Linked DNA regions of Mus musculus: all the other regions are linked to region 3. The links are chromatin contacts, called in public HiChIP or PLAC-seq and capture Hi-C maps. All regions are on one chromosome and are shown on one strand. Each heading gives the region's core, a stretch centred on a gene start, on an enhancer-like site or on the middle of the called end of the contact. The rest is flanking DNA. Distances are from core to core; before and after follow the strand shown.

Evidence for each region. HiChIP or PLAC-seq counts read pairs in DNA pulled down with a chosen protein or histone mark. Capture Hi-C pulls out chosen DNA fragments and counts their contacts.
Region 1: a contact with region 3 is called in an H3K4me3 HiChIP or PLAC-seq map of embryonic limb bud, with 3 times the contacts expected there. The contact joins the enhancer-like site here to the promoter of Tmco3 in region 3. A contact is called at or near these places in 8 of 39 promoter capture datasets (the 3T3-L1 cell line, embryonic stem cells, hippocampal neurons and 4 more), 1 of 15 datasets of contacts at CTCF or cohesin (pro-B cells), 2 of 484 Hi-C or Micro-C datasets (the N1E-115 cell line and embryonic stem cells), 14 of 115 datasets of contacts at active chromatin or transcription factors (the 230-238 cell line, bone marrow-derived macrophages, embryonic limb bud and 7 more) and 2 of 9 other capture datasets (embryonic stem cells and pancreatic islet).
Region 2: an H3K4me3 HiChIP or PLAC-seq map of the SCID.adh cell line shows a contact between it and region 3, with 13 read pairs. The contact joins the enhancer-like site here to the promoter of Tmco3 in region 3. A contact is called at or near these places in 11 of 39 promoter capture datasets (the 3T3-L1 cell line, HPC-7-derived erythroid cells, cranial neural crest and 6 more), 1 of 15 datasets of contacts at CTCF or cohesin (pro-B cells), 9 of 484 Hi-C or Micro-C datasets (the G1E-ER4 cell line, the HL-1 cell line, the MNK3 cell line and 4 more), 19 of 115 datasets of contacts at active chromatin or transcription factors (the 230-238 cell line, the SCID.adh cell line, T-cell acute lymphoblastic leukemia and 10 more) and 3 of 9 other capture datasets (adipose tissue, macrophages and pancreatic islet).
Region 4: a capture Hi-C map of macrophages shows a contact between it and region 3, with 5 times the contacts expected there. The contact joins the promoter of Mcf2l here to the promoter of Tmco3 in region 3. A contact is called at or near these places in 2 of 39 promoter capture datasets (the SN4741 cell line and embryonic stem cells), 2 of 484 Hi-C or Micro-C datasets (both in embryonic stem cells), 5 of 115 datasets of contacts at active chromatin or transcription factors (embryonic stem cells and pancreatic cancer cells) and 2 of 9 other capture datasets (liver and macrophages).
Region 5: an H3K4me3 HiChIP or PLAC-seq map of bone marrow-derived macrophages shows a contact between it and region 3, with 3 times the contacts expected there. The contact joins the enhancer-like site here to the promoter of Tmco3 in region 3. A contact is called at or near these places in 3 of 39 promoter capture datasets (HPC-7-derived erythroid cells, cranial neural crest and liver), 3 of 115 datasets of contacts at active chromatin or transcription factors (acute myeloid leukemia, bone marrow-derived macrophages and embryonic stem cells) and 1 of 9 other capture datasets (adipose tissue).

Annotation. Positions count from the first base shown.
Region 1 is chr8:12,995,902-13,000,151 of GRCm38.p6, forward strand. It overlaps Mcf2l (mcf.2 transforming sequence-like), which reads left to right. Exons shown (of 31, transcript NM_178076.4): 6 at 709-825; 7 at 1,345-1,494; 8 at 2,468-2,592; 9 at 4,048-4,162. Among named protein-coding and RNA genes, the nearest start is that of F7, 28 kb to the right of the region's middle. Within about 2 kb of position 1,295, at least 77 of the 459 cell types and tissues checked have an H3K27ac peak or open chromatin away from gene starts, as enhancers often do. A contact at or near this core is called in embryonic limb bud, where this site is marked.
Region 2 is chr8:12,974,612-12,978,754 of GRCm38.p6, forward strand. The region is part of intron 3 of Mcf2l (mcf.2 transforming sequence-like); the gene reads left to right. Among named protein-coding and RNA genes, the nearest start is that of Gm38671, 29 kb to the left of the region's middle. Within about 2 kb of position 2,875, at least 24 of the 459 cell types and tissues checked have an H3K27ac peak or open chromatin away from gene starts, as enhancers often do. A contact at or near this core is called in the HL-1 cell line, the MNK3 cell line, the SCID.adh cell line and 1 more, where this site is marked.
Region 3 is chr8:13,286,712-13,291,164 of GRCm38.p6, forward strand. It overlaps Tmco3 (transmembrane and coiled-coil domains 3), which reads left to right and starts at 1,302. Exons shown (of 13, transcript NM_172282.2): 1 at 1,302-1,676. It overlaps Dcun1d2 (DCN1, defective in cullin neddylation 1, domain containing 2 (S. cerevisiae)), which reads right to left and starts at 1,415. Exons shown (of 7, transcript NM_001024504.2): 1 at 1,093-1,415. The coding sequence starts at 1,095.
Region 4 is chr8:12,914,655-12,918,854 of GRCm38.p6, forward strand. It overlaps Mcf2l (mcf.2 transforming sequence-like), which reads left to right and starts at 1,257. Exons shown (of 31, transcript NM_178076.4): 1 at 1,257-1,400. The coding sequence starts at 1,322. Gm15351 (a long non-coding RNA gene) reads right to left here and starts at 570. Exons shown (of 2, transcript XR_870153.3): 1 at 1-570.
Region 5 is chr8:12,954,071-12,958,374 of GRCm38.p6, forward strand. All of the region lies in intron 1 of Mcf2l (mcf.2 transforming sequence-like), which reads left to right. Among named protein-coding and RNA genes, the nearest start is that of Gm38671, 8.3 kb to the left of the region's middle. Within about 2 kb of position 1,486, at least 22 of the 459 cell types and tissues checked have an H3K27ac peak or open chromatin away from gene starts, as enhancers often do. A contact at or near this core is called in acute myeloid leukemia and bone marrow-derived macrophages, where this site is marked.

The sequences.
Region 1 (4,250 bases), core at 45-2,544, 290 kb before region 3:
CCCAGAAGTCACCAGAGCATTTTCTCTATTGTAACAACCAGGTTGTCTCTAGACATCCCCAGTAGAGAGCCCCCGCTTTACACTGACTCAGTGTTGAATAATAGATGTCAGGGTATCAAATAACATCTGCACCGAGCCTTTGGAAGTTTATTCTGTAGTATCTGCCTGACAGCTTACAAAGCAAAGTCTTTATTTTCATCTAAAACTCATGGTAGAATGGCCTCAGAAAGGACAAGAGAAAGGTGAGGGCCAGCTACAGATGAAGAGCTTGGCTGGCTGCTGCGACCACACAAAGTAGGACCCTTTCGGAACTGTCAATCTAATGAGAGGGGAGTCTGTCTGGCTCTGCTGCTAAATTGATTCTCACCAGTGCCTAAAATGATGTTAGTGGCGTTCTCATCAGGAACCAGCATAAACTGGTTTCTTAGGAAGCAAAACTCTATTCCCTCAGCATACTGAGCTCCTTGCCAGAGAAAGTACTGCCACCCGTGGCTCATGTCCAGTGGCCTCACTGAGTCCCCACCATCTCCCAGTGAGATCTGTCAGAATGTGCCCATCGTATAGATGAGGAAACCAAGGAACAATTTGAATAAGAGGCTTGCATGGGGCCTGTCGACCAGAGGGCGGAGCTGGCCCCATTCAAGTCAGAAGCCAGAGCCACTGTGACGTCCGGGGCAGGGTGCCTGATGCTGCTCCCCTCTCTCACAGGTCATGATGCTAAGCTCAGTGCCAGAACTACACGGCTACATTGATAAGTCGCAGCTGACCGAGGACCTCGGGGGGACCCTGGACTACTGCCACTCCAGGTGGCTGTGCCACCGCACAGTGAGTGGGCCTGGGTGCTCTGCAGCCCTGTTCTCATTACTTCATAGGCCGGCAGAATAGTTTTCACATGACAACACTGCCTTTTAAAAACACGCTCACATGAAGTTCCTTCCCCAAGAATGAGGAGATGGTCTCTGTAGACCTTAGTCACTGTAAAGAGAGACCATGAGTAATGACCCTGGGTGCGGCTCTCTCTGAGCTTAGAGGGAAAAAAAACCCTGCCAAGCTCTGTGTTGTGGTCTGGACACTCACAAGTCTCCTATCAAGGAGCTGGAGGTGGACACCCTGAGTACAGAATGACCCCGGGCGACAGGGATATTTGCAAAGCCTGCCTTGTACATTTCTGAAGGAGCGTTAAGTTGAGACACTCACCAGAAGGTATTTGCTGGCACCCGTGTGTCTACAGGGCTTGGGGGCCACCCTCTCCTTTCCAAGAACAGTCATGGTGTCAGCTTTCAGAGCTGCAGGCTGCCACGGCCCTGTGCAGGATTCTGTGACCGTGTTCTCCCTCCTCCCCAGGCAATTGAAAGCTTCGCCCTGATGGTGAAGCAGACAGCCCAGATGCTGCAGGCCTTTGGGACCGAGCTGGCTGAAACAGAGCTGCCGAATGACGTCCAGTCAACCAGCCTGGTGCTCAGCGCACACACAGAGAAGAAGGCCAAAGTGAAGGTGAGTGTGGCTTGTGGGGCTGGGGTTCAGAGCAGGGCAATTTGATCCTAGACACAAGATGTCAGATGAGTTGCCACGCGGAAGGGCCAGAAGTAAATGTGTCTCTGGGGCTCTTGATAGGACACTGAGAACTGGCCATAGCCCTGTCAAAGCCCCATAGACAAGCCCTGTTAGAATGTGTGTGCGTGGATGGACAGCACCCTTGAGCCCAGAAAACCTGGGGGGCTTCAGAGTCTGTCCAAAGCCAAGACCAGAGCACTTCTCTGGTGGGTGTGCCCTGTAGGGGGCCGGGCAGCTCCAGTGTAACCAGGCAGGGCGTCTGCCAGTTCCTCTCACGGGTGACTGATGGAGTTGTGGTTGAATTTGCTGCATAAAATACCATTGTGCTACAAGCTCCCATGGCTTTCTGGGGTCAAGACATCCTGCATCACTGATGGCTTTGACATGGCAGGGTCTGGGTGGCTGTAAGCTGTCGTGTCCTGAAGATAATTCCCCATCTCTGCAAGGCATGTCTCTCACACCTTCGAAATGGCTTTTGCCTGTAAAAGGCCAGCTATAGGAGATGCGCAAAAGTCGGGTTTCCAAAAGTTGCTTTTGACCTCATCCCCGTGCCCCGAGTGACCCGAACCCTAGCTTTGCCACAGCAAGCAGCAGTGGTGCCATCCTTGCTAGTGTATGTTTTTGTTTTTAAATTAATTCTTTGAGGATCATATATAAGTATACAGTGTCCTCGACAGTTTTAAGTGCTCTGTGTGATCACCCACAGTGCACAGTGTTCCCACCCCATGCTAGCCCCACCTACTCACTGTCGAGACCTGAGCCCAGCCAGCTGGCTGCAGTGCAAACCCTGTGTTCTCTCTCTCTCTCTCTCTCTCTCTCTCTCTCTCTCTCTCTCTCTCTCTCTCTCTCTCTCTCTCTCTCTCTCTCTCTCTCCCTCTCTCCCTCTCTCTCTCTCCAACCCCCACCCCCGCAGGAAGATCTGCAGTTAGCACTGAAGGAGGGGAACAGCATCCTGGAGAGCCTCAGAGAGCCACTGGCTGAGAGCGCGGCCCACAGTGTGAACCAGGACCAGCTGGACAATCAGGCCACCGTGCAGAGGTAAGGCCCACACCTGCCTGCCCTCCCGTGCTCTGGCCAAGGTGCAAGACTTCCACAGATACATAGCCACTGTGAAAACACTCGACTACCAGCCAAAACGATTGCAACAGATCCCAAGTAGGTAGCCCTCTGGCCAGCCTCCCATGCTAAAGAAGGGGAGGGGGGAGTTCAAGAACAGACAGTTTCACAGTTGGGAAAGTGTTCAGCAGCAACAATAGCAGAGCACCTTAGATTCGAATGCCTCCCACATCCCCAGTGCACCGTAGGAGAGTAGCTCAGGGTGCCTGTGTTCTAGCCTTGTGTCTTCAGGCATATGTTTTACTATCACAGTAAAGCTACTGCCTGTCTTTCTCACTGGTTCTCCAAGTTTATAACACAACACAGGACAGGGTGCCATCTGTCAATGTCCACTAGTGCTCCCTGTTGCTTTGACACATTGAGAGCCCTATCTGCCTCCTTATCACACTGTAGACTCGAGGGATGCTGTTCTCACCTACAGGACAGGCTCAGGGTACCTGGATGCATCAAATTTTATCCAGAAACCCAGTGGTAGGCAGCCAGGCTCTTGGCCTCTGGCTTTCACCTGGTGCTCGCCCCCACAGGCTGTGGCTGTATGCAGAGCAGGCATGTTGTATTGGGAGTATAGGAAAGGCACATAGTAGGTTACCAAGGCTCCCTAGCAGGAGATCTAGCCACCATCACCCTGGAAAAATTATCAAGTCCTCCAAGACTAGGTAAAGGGTGAGAACAAGGTGGTACTGGTTGGTTCTGTTTAAAGTCCTTTAGCAAGAAGTAATCCTAAGGGCGAGGGTGGCGAGCACCAGCGCTACACCTCTGCAGCCAACTGCTCTTCACCCTGGCCAGGGGTTGTCCTCAGTAAGCCCAATGGCCCTTCAAAAGTGAATAAATGTGGGACTAGGGAGATGGCGCAGTTGATGGTGCTTGCCATGCAAGAACAAAAATGTGGCTTGGGATCACCAGTAGAAAGCTTGGGTGTAGTGGCTCATATTTGTAATTTCAGTACTGTGCAGGTAGACACAGGCAGATTCCTGGTACATACCAGTCAGACATTCTAGTGGAGGTGGCAAGATCTAGGCTCCATGAGAGACCCTGTCTCAAATAACAATATGGAAAGCAACTGAAGAAGGCTTCTGGTGTGTTCTCTCTCTCTCTCTCACATACACACACACACACACACACACACACACACACACACACACACAAATAGGGCTCTGCCCTGCCGCATCCGTGTGACACAGGCATGGGTGCTGGAGAGAAGTTTGAGCCTCAGGTCTTGTCTGATGTACATCTCCCCAGTGTCTCTCAGAACCCTGAGAACTGTAGGAGTTGGCACATGAGGCTGGGGAGTCACTGGAAGGCTTATCAGGGAGACCTCTGTGCACTGTGGGAGGCACAGTCTTCCTCACTCCTGCCACCCCTCCCTCTCTTTTTCAGGCTCCTGGCCCAGCTGAATGAGACGGAGGCTGCCTTTGACGAATTCTGGGCAAAGCATCAGCAGAAGCTGGAACAGTGCCTGCAGCTGCGGCATTTTGAGCAAGGTTTCCGGGAGGTGAGTGGCTGACCTGCGGGCTGTGGGACGCTGCCTGCCTTTCAGGAAGTGGGAGGAGGTTCCTCTGCTGTCTTTCTAACTCAGCGGT
Region 2 (4,143 bases), core at 1,625-4,124, 310 kb before region 3:
CTGGCCCAACGGAGAAGAAGATGGAGCAGACAGCAGACTCTTCATCCTTACCGCCACGGTTCATTTCTTTCTCAAGGCTGAGCTAGTGCTAGCAAATCTCCATGGGAGATGCTGCGGAGCCTGCAGGGCACCTCCGAGTGTCAGTCATTCTGCGCTCACCCACAGGCCCCTCTCGTAGTTCTGGAGCCAGCCTCACCCACCCCGTACTAGCCAAGGTAAGCTCCACACTACCCTAGACACCTCCACGTCCTAGTAAGCCCACCAAAGGCCTCCTTCAGACATGCACGCTCACCCATGTGCGTGTGTACATGCACACACACACTCATGTATTCTCACAGTCACACATGTACACACATACAGGCTAACACGCACACTTAACCCGTGCACTTATGCATGTATCCATGCTCATACTCACAAATGAACTCATACGTGCTCACATCTATGTGTGGGTTCACATCTGTGCTCCACACATGCACACTCTCACATGCGAGCACATCCCTGTGTGTTTCCAACGTGTTTTACATATGCATTCTTGTACACACCTGTTCATGCATGTGTGCTCATCCCATATACACATTACATACATATTCACATCCATGTTTACATGCTTGCATTTACATGTTTATGCATGTACACATTCTACCACACGAGGAAGCAAAGCAAATCAGGTTAAGTTGTGAGTTTTAAGAACACTCAAGGGAGCCAGGCGCAGTTCCTACTGCCAACTCAGCACTCAGGAGGCTGAGGCAGGAGGACCACAAGTTTGAGATCTGCCGGTTTACACAGGAAACCCCTGGGGCAGGGGAGAATAAATGAATATTGAAGAGAAGGAGAAATTCATACCAGACCCCCCATCCCTGAAAACAGTTGGATCAGAAAAAAGACCCATCTCTGGTGGCCACAGCGTGGGTTCTCCGCTATAGCTGCCACTGGCTCCTTGGAGTTCTGCAGCCATGGTTTTTAGGTACTTCTGTGGAGCCAGTATCCTGTGGCAAGGGTACACAGGACCTGGGTGGGAAAGGGCTAGTGGAGGTCCCAGGTGCCTGTGCTTTTGAGCATGCTGACCACTGACCACAGAGAGGCAGCCTTCCCTTGCCCTGTCAGCAGGCCCCCAAGCTGCTTGCTATACATCCTCCCCACATGACCTAGATTACGTTGCTAATACACACTGGTCCAGCATTAATTCAAAGCAAAGTGCAGACAGATTTGCTCCTCAGCAGATCATAAATAAATCAGCTGGAGGCCCTGTTCAGTTGGAGGACTGGGAGTAGCCATAAGATCCCAGGCCATCCTCCCGTGCAGCACATTGACTCTGCATTTACAAAGCTCTTCCCATTCACACAGGCTAACAGGGACTCCTGCTCCTACCTAAGAGGTGCCTGCATGGCTCACACATGTACAGATGCACACACCACACACTAGCACTGAAATGTGCAGGCAAAATGAACAAGACAGATGCACGCACACAGACACACAGACACACAGACACACAGACACAGACACACACACACACACACACACACACACACACACACACACACACACGTATGCAGAGGCACATGCTCACTGAGATGACTCGTGGCTTGTGAGGACCATTGGAAGTGGGATACAGAGGCAGAACTCAGAGAGCGTAGATGCTGTCTTCTAGAATACCTGTTTGACTCTCCCTATTTGACTGGCCATTCACACAGTCCCCAAAGCAGCCAGATGTGCCATGCATTCAGATGGAAGTTTCCATGGAGTGTGAGTGTTCTGGGAGAGAGGGCGTGTGTGCAACCATGCGTGTGCTAAGCCACTGCCACGCTGGTGTTAAATGCCCAATCTCTGCCTCTGCTTCCTCCTCACCGGGAACCACAGATGAGGGTTGGTTAACCTCAAGATCCCACGTGTGGTGGGCAGTGTGACCCTGAGTCTCAGCTCGCCTTTCGCCCAGCCGCGCTTTAGGGGTGTCCTTCACATTGGCCTTGTTTACTGCTTTCTCCGCAGTGTAGATGGGCCAAGTGTACCTGCCTGTCAGCAGGCGGACTTGGGGGCCCATGCTTTCTTGGTTGGGGCCCTGCTGCCATGAAGGGCAGTTACTTGATTAATAGTAATCAATGCCTTCATGTTTCGTCCCTGTTGGTGACAGTCTCCTTGAGTCTCATGTACCCAGAGTCTGCTCCTCTGTCTGACTTGGGGTGACTTTTGCTATCTATCATGAAAGAACATGACCAAAAGCAACTTGGGGAGGAAAGGGCTTTGGCTCACCCTTTCACAGCACTGTGCAGTCATTGAAGGAAACCAGAACAGGAACCCAGAGGCGGGAGCTGATGCTGAGGCCGTGAAGGGGTGCTGCTTACAGGCTTGTTCCTGCGGCTTCCTCAGCCTGCTTTCTTATCGGACCCAGGACCATCAGCCCTGGGGATGGGACCACCCACAAGGAGGGCTGGACCCTCCTTCATCAATCACTAATTAAGAAAGTACCTCATCGGCTTGCCTGCAGCCTGATCCTGTCTCAGTGAGGCATTTTCTCAACTGAGAGTTCCTGATCCCAGAGGAGTCTAGCGCGTGTCAAGTTGATAAAAAATGATCCAGGACATCCTCCTGCTGTCCCTGCTGTTGTCTGTGACAATGCTTACCTGGATGGTCACCGTGTGTGGCTTCCAAGGGGAGCTCAGCCCCCACGGCCAGCTTTGGATCAGGACAAGAGGACTGCAGAGGACACTCACGTGGACAAGCCTGCCATCTCGTCCCTGGCTCTCACAGACTGCTCGAGACCTCGGCTTCCCACAGCAGCGTTTCATTTGTGAAGTCCAGTGCTTTGAGCGCTGAAAGCCTCTGAAGCTCCCAGGAGTCCCTGCGACTTCTGCTCTTGAAGACTCTCTGCAGGGACCTTCACATGCGGTCCCGCCCTGTTCTTCTGAGTCGCATTCTCCTAACCCCACCAGAGGCCACTTCCTCTCCATCACTCATTAGTTATCTTCCTCTGTAACTGCCATCCAGTGTGATAGTCACTGACCACGTGTGGCCGCTTAAAGTTAAAATGGAAGAAAACAAAGTAGTTGTTTCTGCTCACACATGGCTAGGGGCTGCCACACTGGGCAGCTGCAGTCTGTGACACGTGTCATGTAACCAGCACATGCCTGGCGTTCAGAGGCAAGGGCAGTGACTGTCCTGGTCTTTTGTTCAAGAGGAAGAAGAGCTGCCATCACCCTGCTAGAGTCTGTGCCATTGTACCATGCGGTAACTCGGGGAGGCACAAATAGTGGCTCTTGGTGGCCTTCCCCAGGCCCTTCCTCCACCCTGTCACACAGTGCCATTAGCTGCTATTCAGGGAGTTGACAGTGGCTGAGAGGGAGCCAGTGTGTCAGAATACTACTTGTTAATCCAAAGTAGAAGGGGTGCCTGAGGAGAAAGATCTTGGCAGCCTTGGGCAGCCCTCAGGGAGGACACTAACAAGTGCCCTGAAGCCACAATGGAGACAGTGAGTGGCAACTCCCCCACTACACACACACACACACACACACACACACACACGCATGTGCACATGCAACAATTTCTTTGTGAGGTGTGATGAGTTCTTTCTGAGCACAGATTGATTTGACAGAGCTCACAGGAGCTTTTGACAGAGAGACCAGGGAAAGTGAGGGCAGAGGCTCCTGAGCCAAGATGGCTGTGAGTTGGGTATATTCACACCATTTTTGACATCAGAGGCTCTGATTCTTCTCCAATGTTCAGAGAGGGGCTGGTTGTGCCCAGTGGCTGCTGCTGACCTGTGGGTTCCATCAGTCTCCCTGTCCTCCAGAGCCAGGAGTACTTTGATCATTGAGTGTTTGAGTCCCTCTGCCCTCCACCAGCGCATAGCATGCACCTGTGCCCCAGGGAGCCTTGGGGCTGGGGACACCGGCCCAGAGCCAGGCATAAGTAATACTATGCACAGGTGGGAGGAGCCCACCCTGTTCTGTGACCCCATCCCTGTTCCTGCCCAGAAGGACCAGGTCCCATGTGTTTCAGGAAAGTCTAATAAAACTGTGAGTCTGCTGGCTGACTCCAGGCATCCTCAGCCAATGCTAAAACAAACAAACAAACAAACAAACAAACAAAATCTGAACCCACAGGAGCCAACCAGGCAGCCTAGGGAAGATGGGTAACCTCGGGAATATG
Region 3 (4,453 bases), core at 52-2,551:
TCCTCTTATGGTCAATTTCAAAGGGCTCATAGGACAAACATTTGCTCAAACAGATTTGCGGCCCACTACAGATTGACTGTGCTTTGCCATGTGCAAGCCTGGAAATGAGGGCATCAAGTCCAAGTGTTCCCAAATCTTGAGCCTCCCAACATTTCCTTCCCCAGTGACGTTCCTGTCCAAGAGCGCAGGTGAGTGGCTTGGCCGCTGAAGTCTGCTAGCAGCTGGTCAGAGGAGTCTTTCTGCAGCTCTTCTCCATTATTTCTTGATTTCTAGGTTCAAACCTTTTAGTTTTCCAGCCTCGTCCTTCTCGGTATTGGTTCCATCCCCTCTTCCCTCCCCAGGGTTCGGTCCTCAGTTCCCCTGTTTCCTCTACGCAAACCAAGCCAAGCCGACATCTCTCCCAGGACAGAGACAAAACTTGTCTTCCTCGGCTCCCATTCGCTTGCATCCTCTCGGAGCAAGGCTACCCCGAGACCCAAGGAATGGGACTGTCAGGCGTCCTCCCGCGGTCCAGGCCTTTGCACGGCTCTACTAGGCAAACCCTCCTCTACCTCCAGGGCGTCCAGTCGGTCCCTCCCCGCCTCCAGGATTCCCAGCCTGATCTCAGGAAGAGAGCGGGCGAGTAGGGGATATCCTCGCCGCGGCGAGAGCTGAGCGGATCGCAAACCATGCTAACCCCGCGGAGCCTTGCGCACCACCTTCCGGGGATCGCGTCCTTCCACCTCTTCCACAAACCTCCCCGGGCTGACGGCTTCAAAGCTCTGCCAGCTCCGCCCCAATCGGCGTCACTGTCCACTCAGAAGCGGGACGGCTCCGCCCAGCAGGCAGGTTGTCACCCGTCGCACAGCCCCGTCCCGCCCTCCGGTCCGGTCAGCACCCAGCTGACCCGGCGCCGCTGCCCTCCCCGGAGATCCAACTGGGCTCCTCACACCCCTCTTCACACCATGCTACTCCAAGTCAACCGCGCCCTCCCTCAACACCACGACGGGCACGCCCGGCCTCTCGGTTCGGTTATCCTAATGCCGCCACAGAGAGGTGACCTCCGCGCCCGGCTCTGGCCCGCACCTGCAGAGCGCAAAGCTAGCCACCTACCATGCTCCCCAAGGCTGCCGAAGCGACTTCAATTTTCTGCGCAAGCGCACGCCGCTCTTCCTCTGCGCAGGCGATTGCCGCGGCGGCTAGCAGCAGGCGCTCTGCGCAGGCGCAGTGTTCGAACGCTCCCTTCAGGTGACTGGGGGGGCTCGCTCCGTCTTCGGCTCTCCGCGTGCAGCGTGGACAGGCGCCCCTCAGCTCCGAGGCACAGCGTTTGGGTCACATCGTAACCTCTCTCGGAGGCTGTTGCTGTTCTGAGGCTCTTAGGCTTACGCACTCTCTGGAAGCTGGCTGGCCGGCCGGCTCCCGGGACTCCAGTTCCCGGCGTGCATCGCGCCGCGCGAAGGACGACGGAGCTGTCCATCGGCAGCCTGCTTAAAGGAGCCGCACCTACTTTCCAGCTGCGCGTCAGAAGCGCCTGAAGTAAGAAGAGGGCGGTGCCGTCCTCGGTGTCCTGGTCCCGAGGCCAGGAAAGAGATGAGGGCAATTCTTTGGCGGCCCTGAGGTTCGCTGCGTCGGGGAACTCTCGATCGGGGACAGTGATGCTGAGGTCGCATGTCCAGAGAGCGGCCTCCTCCATCGGGGTAAGCTCTGCAGCTGCGGGACTTCTGTCCTGAGATGCGCTCCACCGGGGTCCTCATCCGGGTTGCTCAATCCTGGCGACTCCTACCCGGGGCTCCTTCTTGGTTTGTCTCTTCCAAAGGGGATCCTTCCTAGGAGACTGCCTTTGTCTACTTTCCAGGGGGTGGAGGGTCTTTTCCTAGAAGTTCTTTCGGGGTATGGGGGAAGACAACCGTTTCCAAGACTTCACCTAAACTCGGAGGTTCAGCTCCCCGAGCCTCCCGTTTTTTTGTTCTTCCCTGTAATTTTTTGTAGTCTCTCTGTCCCGCCCCGTGAGGCTGCCCGCAGACAGCCTCTTCTTAAAGATAAACCTGGAAAGACGCCCCAAGATTGTCTCTTTCAATAAGGGATGTGGGTGCCCTGCAACACTTGACTTAAGCTTATACAGCCAGGGAGGTTGGCAGAGTCAACAATCAAACCAAGATGGTTTACACATTAATTTCTTAATTTAGGTGGTAAAACCAATCAAGTAAGTTGAAAGTGACAGGGAAGGTCACTCTGGCCCAGTGGGTTTAACCTCTCGTTTATTTATTGTCAGCATCCATCTCATCTTCCTGGGGTGCAATGTAGATTTGCTTACTTACCAGAGAAGTGTTTGCTACTGATGAAAGGGCCTCTTTCTTCATAGATCTTTTTCTCCTCCTTGGCTTCCCTAACTAAAAAAAGAACAAGCAGCTGGCTAGTGAGTAGGCTCTGTGTCTCCTCTCTTTGTGGATTTAAGTTGGCACCTCCTGAACAAATAAAGTAGCTATTTGAACAGCCCTTTGGGCACCACCAAGAAGCCATGGTTCATTGGTTCTAAGTCATATAGGCTGTTTGCTCTGCCTCTGTTTGACTTATCTTCCTTTGGTGCATGGCATCTTATTCCTCTTCTGTATTATATTCTCTATTTCTTTTTCCAAAGTAGTTTCAAGGATTGGCCGGCTACTGAAGTGCTTCATCTTTGGCAGCTACCTGTTATGTTCATGTGGGTACAGGTGCTCTTTTAAAATGTACTTTAGAGTTAAAATAGGCTTTGCTGATGGAAGAAGACACATTTAATCCCAGCACATGGGAGGCAGAGACTCAGATCTCTGCGAGTTTGAGGCCAGCTTAGTCTACATAGCTAATTCCAGGACAGCTAGGGCTGCATAGTAAGACTGCCTCAAAAATAGATAGGTAGGTAGATAGATAGATAGATAGATAGATAGATAGATAAATGAATGGATACATAGATAGATACATAGATAGAAAGATGAATGGATAGATAGATAGGCTTTAATTCAGTAATTTTTCCCATTGAGACTTTTCTTTGCTGTCTCATCCATTTCTCCTTTTTTATATCATCTTGTAGAGAGCAGAGCTCTACTTTGGAGGCTGAGGCAGGAGAAGCAGATGCTTGAAAGTAGCCTAGTTATGTAGTAGTAAACATTGTGTTTCAAAAATGGATTTGAGGGTTTTTTTTCTTCTTAATAAACTCATGACTGAGACTATAAGGCTGAATCACCACGCCTAGGAATTTATGTGATTCTTATGCCGGAAGTATTGATGTTGCTGTGCCAAATGAAAAGTAGCCTGGAGTTTGACTCTCAGAAGGTTTCTTCCTCAAAAAAAAAAAAAAAAAAAAAAAAAAAAAAGAAAGAAAGAAAGAAAGAAAAAAGTAAGAAAGAAAGAAAATAAAGCTAGGGACAGCATTACACACCTTTAATCCTAGCTTCATTCAGGAGGCAGAGGCAGGAGGATCTCTAAGTTTGAGGCCAGCCTGGTGTACAGAGTGAGAACTAAGCCAGAGTTATACAGCGATACCCTGGATCCTGTCTGTCTCTCTGTGTCTCTGTCTCTGTCTGTCTGTCTGTCTCTTTCACACACACACACACACACACACAAACACACACACAGAGGAATGAATAGAAAGGAAAACAGAAAGCAAAGGATTTTGTCTGTGTTGCCCTGGTTGTCCTGGAACTCAGAGATCCAAGTTCTTGTGTTTGTTTTTGTCAACCTGTCTCCATTGGCTTTCCCTTCCTGGTCTTATCAGAATGCTTGCCTCCCTCTCCTGGGTAGAGTTAGAGTCTTTAGAAATGCCACCTTTTATTTTTGCTACAACTAGCCCAGGTCTGGAAAATCAATGGGGGTAGCAGAGAAGTAAGTGTGTGTGTTTGTGTGTGTGTGTGTGTGTGTGTGTGTGTAGGAGGCAGACTCCCAGGGAGGTGAAATGCTGGCATATTTGGGGGTGGAGGATGCTGTCCAGGCAGGACAGTCAGTTGGAGGCTCCGCTAAGAGACTAGAGGGGGTATATCCATGAGCTGTAAATTGTATAAACGTGGTATATTTTGTTTTCTTTGTGGGCATAACTCCAGGGGTTCCATGTACATCCGATTCCTAGAGTTTAGCTCCCTTTCCCTTGGTTTCTTCTTCAGCCTGTTTTCCGGCCTCCTAGATCACTGTCTCTCAGGGTCGGTTACTGAGCACTGCTGCTACCGGCTTCTAACACAGTTCTCTCACCTGCCCAGCCAGTGTTTTCCTGTCATCTCAGCTGGAGCTGGCACTGAGAACTTCCTCACGCCCCTAAACGAGACTTCAGGAACCAGGTTCTCTCTGCCCTTTTGCCAAACACCCATGTGTTTGTGTCAGGTCTCCCGTCGGAGGGAAAGGGAACGGGCCTGCATTTCAGTGATGGAAACGGTATGGACATTTGATTAAGACATAGAGTTCCAGGCGTGGCCAGACTCTTGTGAATGTTTTTAATCCCCGTGCTTCA
Region 4 (4,200 bases), core at 7-2,506, 370 kb before region 3:
ACCCAACATAGACACTGTTGCAACGGCATCCTGGTACACACATGTCTGTAGTTGGATTGTTCAGTGCGGGTGGATGTTGTTGGAAGCTGTGGTCTTACGGTACATACAGGTGTGTCTGTGCAGCTACCGACGCATACATGTTGGGCCCTGTGGTGATGGTGCAGTTTAGGGAATCATGGCGTTGGAGCACATATGTTGGCCATTGTGGTGCCAATGCATGTATTCTTGGATACTGGTCTTGGTGCACATGTATGTTACTGCATGTACACCATGTTGGTACACACATGTTTCTGGTCACCATAGTGCTGAGATATATACATGTTGGTGCACATTGCGTTGTTGCACACCATGGTGCTGATACAATTCATGTTACTGGAGTCTGTGGTCCTGGGGTTTGATAGACTCTCGTTATTGGAGTCTGTGGTCCTGGGTTTCCCACGTGTTACTGAAAACCACAGTGCCAGGGCATTTATCCTGTTGGCAGGATGCGACCCGTCTGACCAAACAATAAAAAGATGGCCAGCAGCTGGAGAGGCTGGTGTTCGCCACCCTGTGCATTGCAGTAGTACTCTGTGCACCAGCGACCCGGAATCTGTGTGAAGCCGGTGGTGTCAGATGCAGAGCGTGGCCCTCTGCCAAACATGGCGAGGTTAGGGAGCCCTGGGCCTACAGCTGAGCTTCCTTCTCGTAGACCTGTGTCTTAGGTCTGGCACCGCCCTTGCTGGGAGAGTCAAGTCTTGACCCAGCTACCCACCGTCTCCCTCTTACCTGGGCATGAGACCTCGTGGAGAGCGCGCTCTAGGCTGCTGTGGACTCTGCACCTGCCCTGCAGCGGCGGGAGGTAAAGGGGGCCTGGGGCAGGAAGTAAAGGGAGCATTGGGCTCAGGCTGGATGTTCTTTGGGTGGTTTGGGATCGCGTCCCTGCAGCAGCTACTTCCAATCCCGGAGGACAGAAACCCTAGGAAGAGGGGGAAGGGCAAGGGCAGACCTGTGCGCCTGCGTAGTGGGCTTTCTGATGCCCCCTTGATGCAAACTAGCCTCCCAGGTGCTCAGGTGGTGCACACGCATGACTCCAGGTGCGGTGGTGACACGCCCGGCAGGCTCAGTGCTTCCGCTTCCGCCTAGCGCCCCCCGCCCCCCATCAACGCAAAGCGCGCCCCCCTCCCTGTGGCGCGGAGACCAATCCTGGGAAGCCAAGGAAAGCGCCACAACCCCCTCCCCGCTCCAGCCGCGCCCCCTCCCCACGGCTTAGCCCCACCCGACAGCACCTCTGGTGCAGCGGAGGACGATCTTCTGGGGATCGGTTTTGTTGAATCGGAGGATGAGGTTTTGGCTGAGAAATGAAGAGATGGCCCTAGAAGAAATGGTGCAGAGATTAAACGCGGTTTCCAAGAACACTGGTAGGAGGAGCCGCTGGCCTTGATTATATATTCTTAAGCTTGACATCATTTGTTGAATTGTAGAGAATTGCATCTAATGGCTGTATAACCACCTTCATTCACTATTCCCTAGCACTGATAACAGCAAAGGCAGGCGTGATGGGCATTTTTTTTTTGGTATCATCTTCTAGGCTTTGTGGATTGACAGTGTGATTTTATTCTGCTTGACACAGTTTGAGAATTACAGATCAGCAGCGCTGGCTTTCTAGGAGATGAGGGTTTGTAAGTGGAGCCATTTGCCCGTGGGGGGAGTCTGCAAGTCTGCTTGGGAGCATCACCTCATTTGCTGCAGTGGCCATGGAATTATGAGCCCAGAATGGTCCAGGGTCCAAGCCCAGGCCCTGCAGACACTGGGATGGGATGGGAGGTAAAATCCTCACTATGCACTTAAAGCCGTAAAGCCAATATTTGAAAATAATATAGGTTAAGAAGAGGGCGAGCAGTGCAATTAGACATTCATTTTCAGGATTAATTGTCTGATTACTTAAAATAAGCCGTGAGGGACAAGCTACAGCCTCCTGTAGATTTCAGCCCCTCGGAGCTGGCAGGATGCATCTTGCCGTCGGCCTCCATCCGTTGTGCCGAGGGTTCCTGGCACGCTGCAGAAGAAGCAGGTACCACTGACTAGTTGTGTCTGGCATGGGGAGGAAATAGTGGTGTGCTATTAAAAGTAGGTTGGTTTTTGTCGTGTGTTATGTGATACGTGGCGTTATCTAGTTTTCTAAGTAATACTTTCCTGGGGGATTAAAATTTCATTCGTTGTCTGGGCTGGGTGTGGCACCCTCCCTGTATTAAATAACTAAATCAGCATAAGCATCAAGTGCGGTGGTCTCCCTGCACTTGTGTAGACAGACGGTCAGTTTATAACGCTGGCTTTGCAAGTGAAATGGCTGCTTATTATAAATGGGTGAAAAGAGAAGACAGACGTTTATGCCTTCTGTCCCCTTCCTCTTAGAGATGTGGCCCAATTTTCTGGGTGTTGCTTGGACAAGATCTGAATGAGTGTGGAGCTCCAGGGAGCTGTTTGCCTGCCCAGGGGGGCCCTGAGGAAGAAGTGGGACTTGCTGCCCTTCCCACCTGTGCTTGGCTGGCGTGGGGGATCACAAGAGTGGGAATTGCTCCAGCAGTGACATCATCCTGAGTTTCAGATCCTGAGGTTTCCTCCTGGGCTCTGAAGGACACAACATGTGTGTCTTAAGTTGTAAAAAGGCTCCCAGAGGAGCAGAACCTGGACCAGATACTCATTGAATGTTTGTCCAAGCATCCTTGGATTGGGCCCCGGTGGCTACTATTGTCTCGCCAGAAGCAGCAGCTCCAGCCTGTGCCCTCTGAGGTTTCTGCAGTACTAGAGTTGTAGATTCCACTAAGACCCAAAGATGTGGTTGGCAGGACCCTCTGATATGAGCATCCCATTGTTCAGTGGTGGGGAGGGAGATGTCACCACACCTGCACCCTCCCTGGCTCTCCTGTTCTCAGTATAACTCAATCTGCTGTGGCACTGGGGAGGTGGGCTCTAATGGTTAGCAGCTATATGTCATGCAATGGGGACAGGAGTTGTGCATGCACAATGAAGTTTCTTGCTTCCACCCCTGTAGTGGAGTGATATAGGTCTATGTAATTATCACTCAGGGTTTACATTCTGAGCATATCCTCAAGAGTCCCTTCTAGCAGAATGCAGCTCAAGGTCATAGGATTGTTCATGGTCCAGGGGCATGTTAAGGTCATGGCCAGAAATGGGTAGAGAGTTCTGGCAGCTTGAGCTAGAGACTGGTGAAGCTGTTTAGAACGAAGGGCATGGTGTTGCAGCTGAGGGCTTTGACTTTCCTTAGAGCTGCAGATCTGACCTTTTGTGGCTCTCCTGGTGCTCACAGCCAAGTAGGAAGCCTGTGCAGTTCAGGCCATGCTGCTGTGTTCTCTCTTCATATTTGCATATCGTGACCCAGAACTTTCTTACCCGGGCTGCTTGGCAGGGCATGATGTCTACCATCCAGGAGCTATACTGTTTGACCTTGGCCATTTTGCTTTCATGTTTACTTCTGGACCTGACCTTTGTCCCGATGCTGGACACTTTCCATCAGCAGAACCCTTCCAGGTACTTGGCTCCTTTCCAGCATTTTCCTCTGTTTTGGTTTTCTCTTTAGATTTGCAGGATTTGGTGAAAAACAAGGAACATTTAGGGGAGAAATGGTGTGGACTGAGTTGAATGTTCCTTGATGTTCGAGCAAGTCAGTGGAAAGGCTGGTTAAAAGACAAATGCAAACCACCTTGGAGCTCCTGACTCAGGAAGGCAGTGCAGCGACATCTTAGAATTTTTCTCTTTAAAATTCCCAGGTGGTAAAGATGGTGCTGGCCCAGGATCAAACTTGGAAAACTGATGTAGAGGATGAGTCTTTAAATCCAGCCCCACCTTCTTCATCAATAGGGAGTGGAGGTGCTTTCATAGGTAGATGACTAAGGGGTGGATGGATGGATGGATGGATGGATGGATAAAATGTAGACAGATGTGTGAGTGATGGATTGATGGATGATGGATGGGTGGATATGTGGATGGATGGATGGGTGGGTGGGTAGATGGATGGGTGATAAACAGACATGTGGTGGATAATAAAATAGATTGCTATATGAGTGGATAGATAGACAGGTAAGTGGATGGATGGACAGACGGATAAATGGATGGATGGTATCAAGCTAGATGGATATTAGATTACGTGTAAAACAATACAATGTAAATTATGTCATGTTTTAATATGATCCGTGTCAA
Region 5 (4,304 bases), core at 236-2,735, 330 kb before region 3:
ATGAGAACCTTGAACACGTCTGACTTCTGGCCTTTGAGGATGACCCCAGGCATCGTTTCCGTGTCTCTGCCTCACCGGGTCCCACTGATGAGAAAAGTCTGGGGTCAGTGGGTTGATGTGGGGCCAGTGGACTGGTCCCATAAAAGTAGAGATGATGTCTTCCAGAGCTTGGAGGTAACCTCCTCCTCCTCAAAGGGCATGTGCCAAGCCCAGGGCTCTCCACGAGCCTCTCACAAACGGTGCTGTTCAACTCCACTCTACCTAGTGAATGGCTACTGCATAAGGCTGCATGGAGCACCATGCCTTGGGGGTAGCACCTACTATGCCTTCTGGGTAATTTGAGGTGGTCATGTGCCATCAGGAGGTTGACGTTGAACAGACTTCCAGGCCACTCTCCTGCTGTGGAGAGGTCTGTGGAGCATTTCAGGAAAAGGCCTGCTCTGGTTGTGTGACTGCCTGGTGGCTTGGAGGGTGCCACAGTGCCTTAACAACCCAAGTATCAGTCTGCATCTTCCCAGGGCCTGCAGGTCACAGCCCAGGAGCCACACATGAACATGGGCAGGCTGGGAGGGCCAGCCATGGTGACCAACTTTCCAGGACCTTCCTTGGCCCTAGGTCTGTCTGTCTGTCTTGTGGCTTCTGAAGGTGAGCTCCGGGTATAACTTCCCCACTTCAGCAGGGGTGTTGGTCTCTCAGTGAGGTCAGAGTCACTGACCCCACCTCCAGATGCGGACACAGCCAATGCATTGTGAAGGAAACTCCCACCACTCTGTGCAACCGCAGCTGGTTGTGTGACTCCGGGCCTGTATCACAGGGGCAGTGCACCTCCATCTTTGCAGAATGCCCTTCCCTGACTCAGGATCACTGGGTCTGGACTGAGTGCCTGCAGCTTCTCTCTTCAAACCCAGCCTTGATTTCCCGTGGGCTATCACTTGTTTCCAAAATCAGACTTCAGCCTGTTGTTCTATCTCCTGGCTTTTCTTCTGTGTCATAGAAGCAGACAATGCTATGAGGCCAAGGTTGTTGGAGAATGAGTCCCAGGGGCAGTCTATAGAATCGGCACTTGGCCATCAGGCTCTGTAGGAACTGTGTTATCTGATTCACGTAGGCTAAAGTTCAAATAGGTAAACATAGCCCAAGCCTCAAGTCCAGCCCCCAGCACCCATTAAAAGGGGTCAGTAGCCACGGTACCATGGGCACTGGAGAGATGACAGATGGCCGTAAGTTGAGCCCTGCCCACAGTCTTGCCCTATAGTTGGGTGGTGGCTGTAAGGATGGGGGTCAGCACTGGGGACACGTGTGCCATGGGGGAGGGGTTGGGAGGTAAAGTGGGGTCAGGATCTACAGGGACCAGCTGGAAAGTGACTTCAAGCCAAACTATGCGTGAGCTTAGGGGCCAGGACAGAAACCCCATCCCCAGGGCTGTGAATGTGATCCACTGAGTGGCTTGCTGCACACAGAAAGGGGAACCATCATTTCCTTGAAGGGTCAAGGGAATGTGGGGGCTCCTCTTAGCCTCGCCCAGGCATGACAGAAGCGGCAGTGTGACAGCCATCACAACTGTCACAGGGCATTCAACAAGTGCAGCGTTTGAGGCTTGGTGTCAACTTGAAAGAGCAGCAGCTGGCGTGGGCTCAGGCACATGGGAGTGGCAGCGTCCAGTTTCAGGACCCAGCCTCTCCCTCCCTGGCTCTCAGCACCAGGCTCCCTCTGGTCATTCCCAGCCCAGGGCCCATCTGTGAATCACTGGTTATAGAAGGACCTACAGAGACTGAAGGGGACCGAGACCTTTGGGAGACAGAGGCCCATCCTGCATGTGCAGTACAGTTGTGTGGCCCCCAGGGCAAGTCTATCCAACAATACTTCCTGTATTCAAAGACCGTTTAAGCAAAATATTGAGAAAGCTGTTAAAATTATCAGAACGGTCTTTCTGATCTTCACACCCCTCAACTGACGCCACTCTTCCATTTCTGCCTAAGTCACTCTTTGGCATTGTCTCAGTTAGGGTTTTTGTTGCTGTGATGAAGCAACTCAAGGAGGAAAGGGTTTATTCCACTTCCCCCTTCTTAGACCATCACCAGGGCAGGCAGGATCCTGGAGGCAGGAGCTGATGCAGAGGCCACGGAAGAGTGCTGTTAACTGGCTTTCTGCTCATGGCTTGCTCAGCCTGCTTTTTTATAGAGCTCAGACCCACCAGGCCAGGGTGGCCACACCTACAGGCTAGAATCATCCTCCAAAATGACCCTAGCTTGTGTGAGGTTGACATAAAATTAGCCAGGACAAATATGTGTGCCACAGTAAACCTGGGGCGTATGTGACCAAGGCACATCCTCTCTTTGTGGCAGCTCTAACCGTGCTCCCATCTGTCTGTAAACTTGAGTCGCCCTGAGCTACAGGCATGAGCAGCACTGTGGGTGTCATCCTCCCAAGGATATAGATGCAGACCCAGAAACCACCTGGGAGAGACCAGCAGAGTAGGCAGTGCTCCAAGGGGCCTGGAGAGCTGGGTGGTCCTGGACATGGACCAGGGCAGAAGCAGGTGTTCCTATCAGTAATGGTTAAATGTCCACCATCCACCAGATGTGCAGGTCACTCTGAAGGGAGAGACCTTGCTTGTCCTGACATTTTAGAGATTGCCTCTCAGAGTCAAGCAATCTACCAAGGTCACTTAGCACCTGCTGGCCAAACCCAGAGCCCATACCAGAACGCTTGGCTCCTCTTGGTCAGGTCAGCAGCCAGCCTCGCAGTCAGTGTCAGGAAATCAGGGTCCCAAAGTGAGGCTTGGCCCAGAATGCAACCTCACGATAACGTGATTCCTGAGGATGTTAGGCACAAACAAGCTTTTCACTGTGCTTTGTATGAGAACAACGTGCAGACTGTGTTGGGCTGAAAGACTGGACTCCTCTGCGGACACATCCCACCTGTCTGCCCTTCCTGGTTTCCTCAGCCATGGCCTCAAGTGAAGCCTCACACTCCAGCCCCCATGCCCCATCCCCCACATCCTGTATCCTAGGCCCCACGTGCCATGCCCTCCGCCCATACCCTCTACCCTATCCCTGCACCCCATCCCCGTCTGTCTTTGCAGCTGCAGTTCACAGCTTGGAGACAGCTGCCCTGGTTATTAGACATCTGCCTTTCTGCCTGAGGTAAAGAGCTGATCAAAGATACAAACCTCACAGAATAGCCACATACTTCCTTTGCAGATTGTAAAGCTATTTCTCCATCTGTTGACTCAAAGACAAAGGGTTCATGGGAGAATCAGCTGTTCGGGTAGCTAAACTGTGGATGTTGCCCCTGAACGGGTCATGGAGAGGCACCAAGATGCTGCTTCGCTCCAAGGGCCTCTTGTCCAGCCCTCTCTGCACCAGAAACTGACACCTTTAGCTTTTACTTCTAAACCCTGCAGTTGGGTCTTCACCTCGAAGCCTCGAGCCAGCCAGCTTCTCTGTCTATCCTTTGTTGACATTGACCCTGCAGTCACATGGGCATCACCATGTGACTTCAGGCAAGCTGTCTTACTCGTTCAAGGCATAGGCTTGCCTCCTCCTAAGTGGCCCTAATGATTAAATTCATTAGTAACAAGAAAGCACTCGCTGCTGTTGCTACTTCAATGAACAGTTTCCTCTGTGAGCCAAATGAAGTGTAATTTAATTGCTCGGGACCCTGCAGCTCCGACCTCCCCACAGTTCTCTTGTGTTTCTCACTGTGGGAATGAGCCTCTGCAGACTTCAGTAAACACTGGTGGATGAGAGATCCTGGTAGATGAGAAAGGGGTGGCTCTATACTTGGGTGGGTAGGTAGTGGTAGCTAGGGGAGCTGTCTGCTTCCTGCCGGTGAGGGCTGTCCTGAACAGCACTGGCCCCCAACACTGTGACACTTTAGGTAGCTTTTAGGTACCCCAATTCTGAGGCCAGAGAGTTTGGGATGGGAAATGTTGTCACCCAAAGACTTCTCAGGCTTCTGAGGCCTCTCCAGTTATGACTGCCATGGGATGGGACTGGTGTGGGATGGTTCTGCATGGGATGTTTATCTTCCCTGAGCATGGCAAAGAGTTCTGTGGGACAGGCAGAGGTGACACTCTATGAACCTGACCCTAGAGATGTCACAGTGGAGAGCTGGCAGCAGAGGTCAGGTGCTGCAAACGCTCATGTAGCAAGGCCGTTGCTGGTCATAGCTGCTGGCTCCATCCAGCTGTGCGGTCCACTTGAGAATGAACAATGTCTCCTATGAGAACTAAGCAGAGAGCCCAGCAAACTTCCTGGGAACTGTGTTCCTTTAAGGAGTGGTTGCAAGCTTGGAAACCA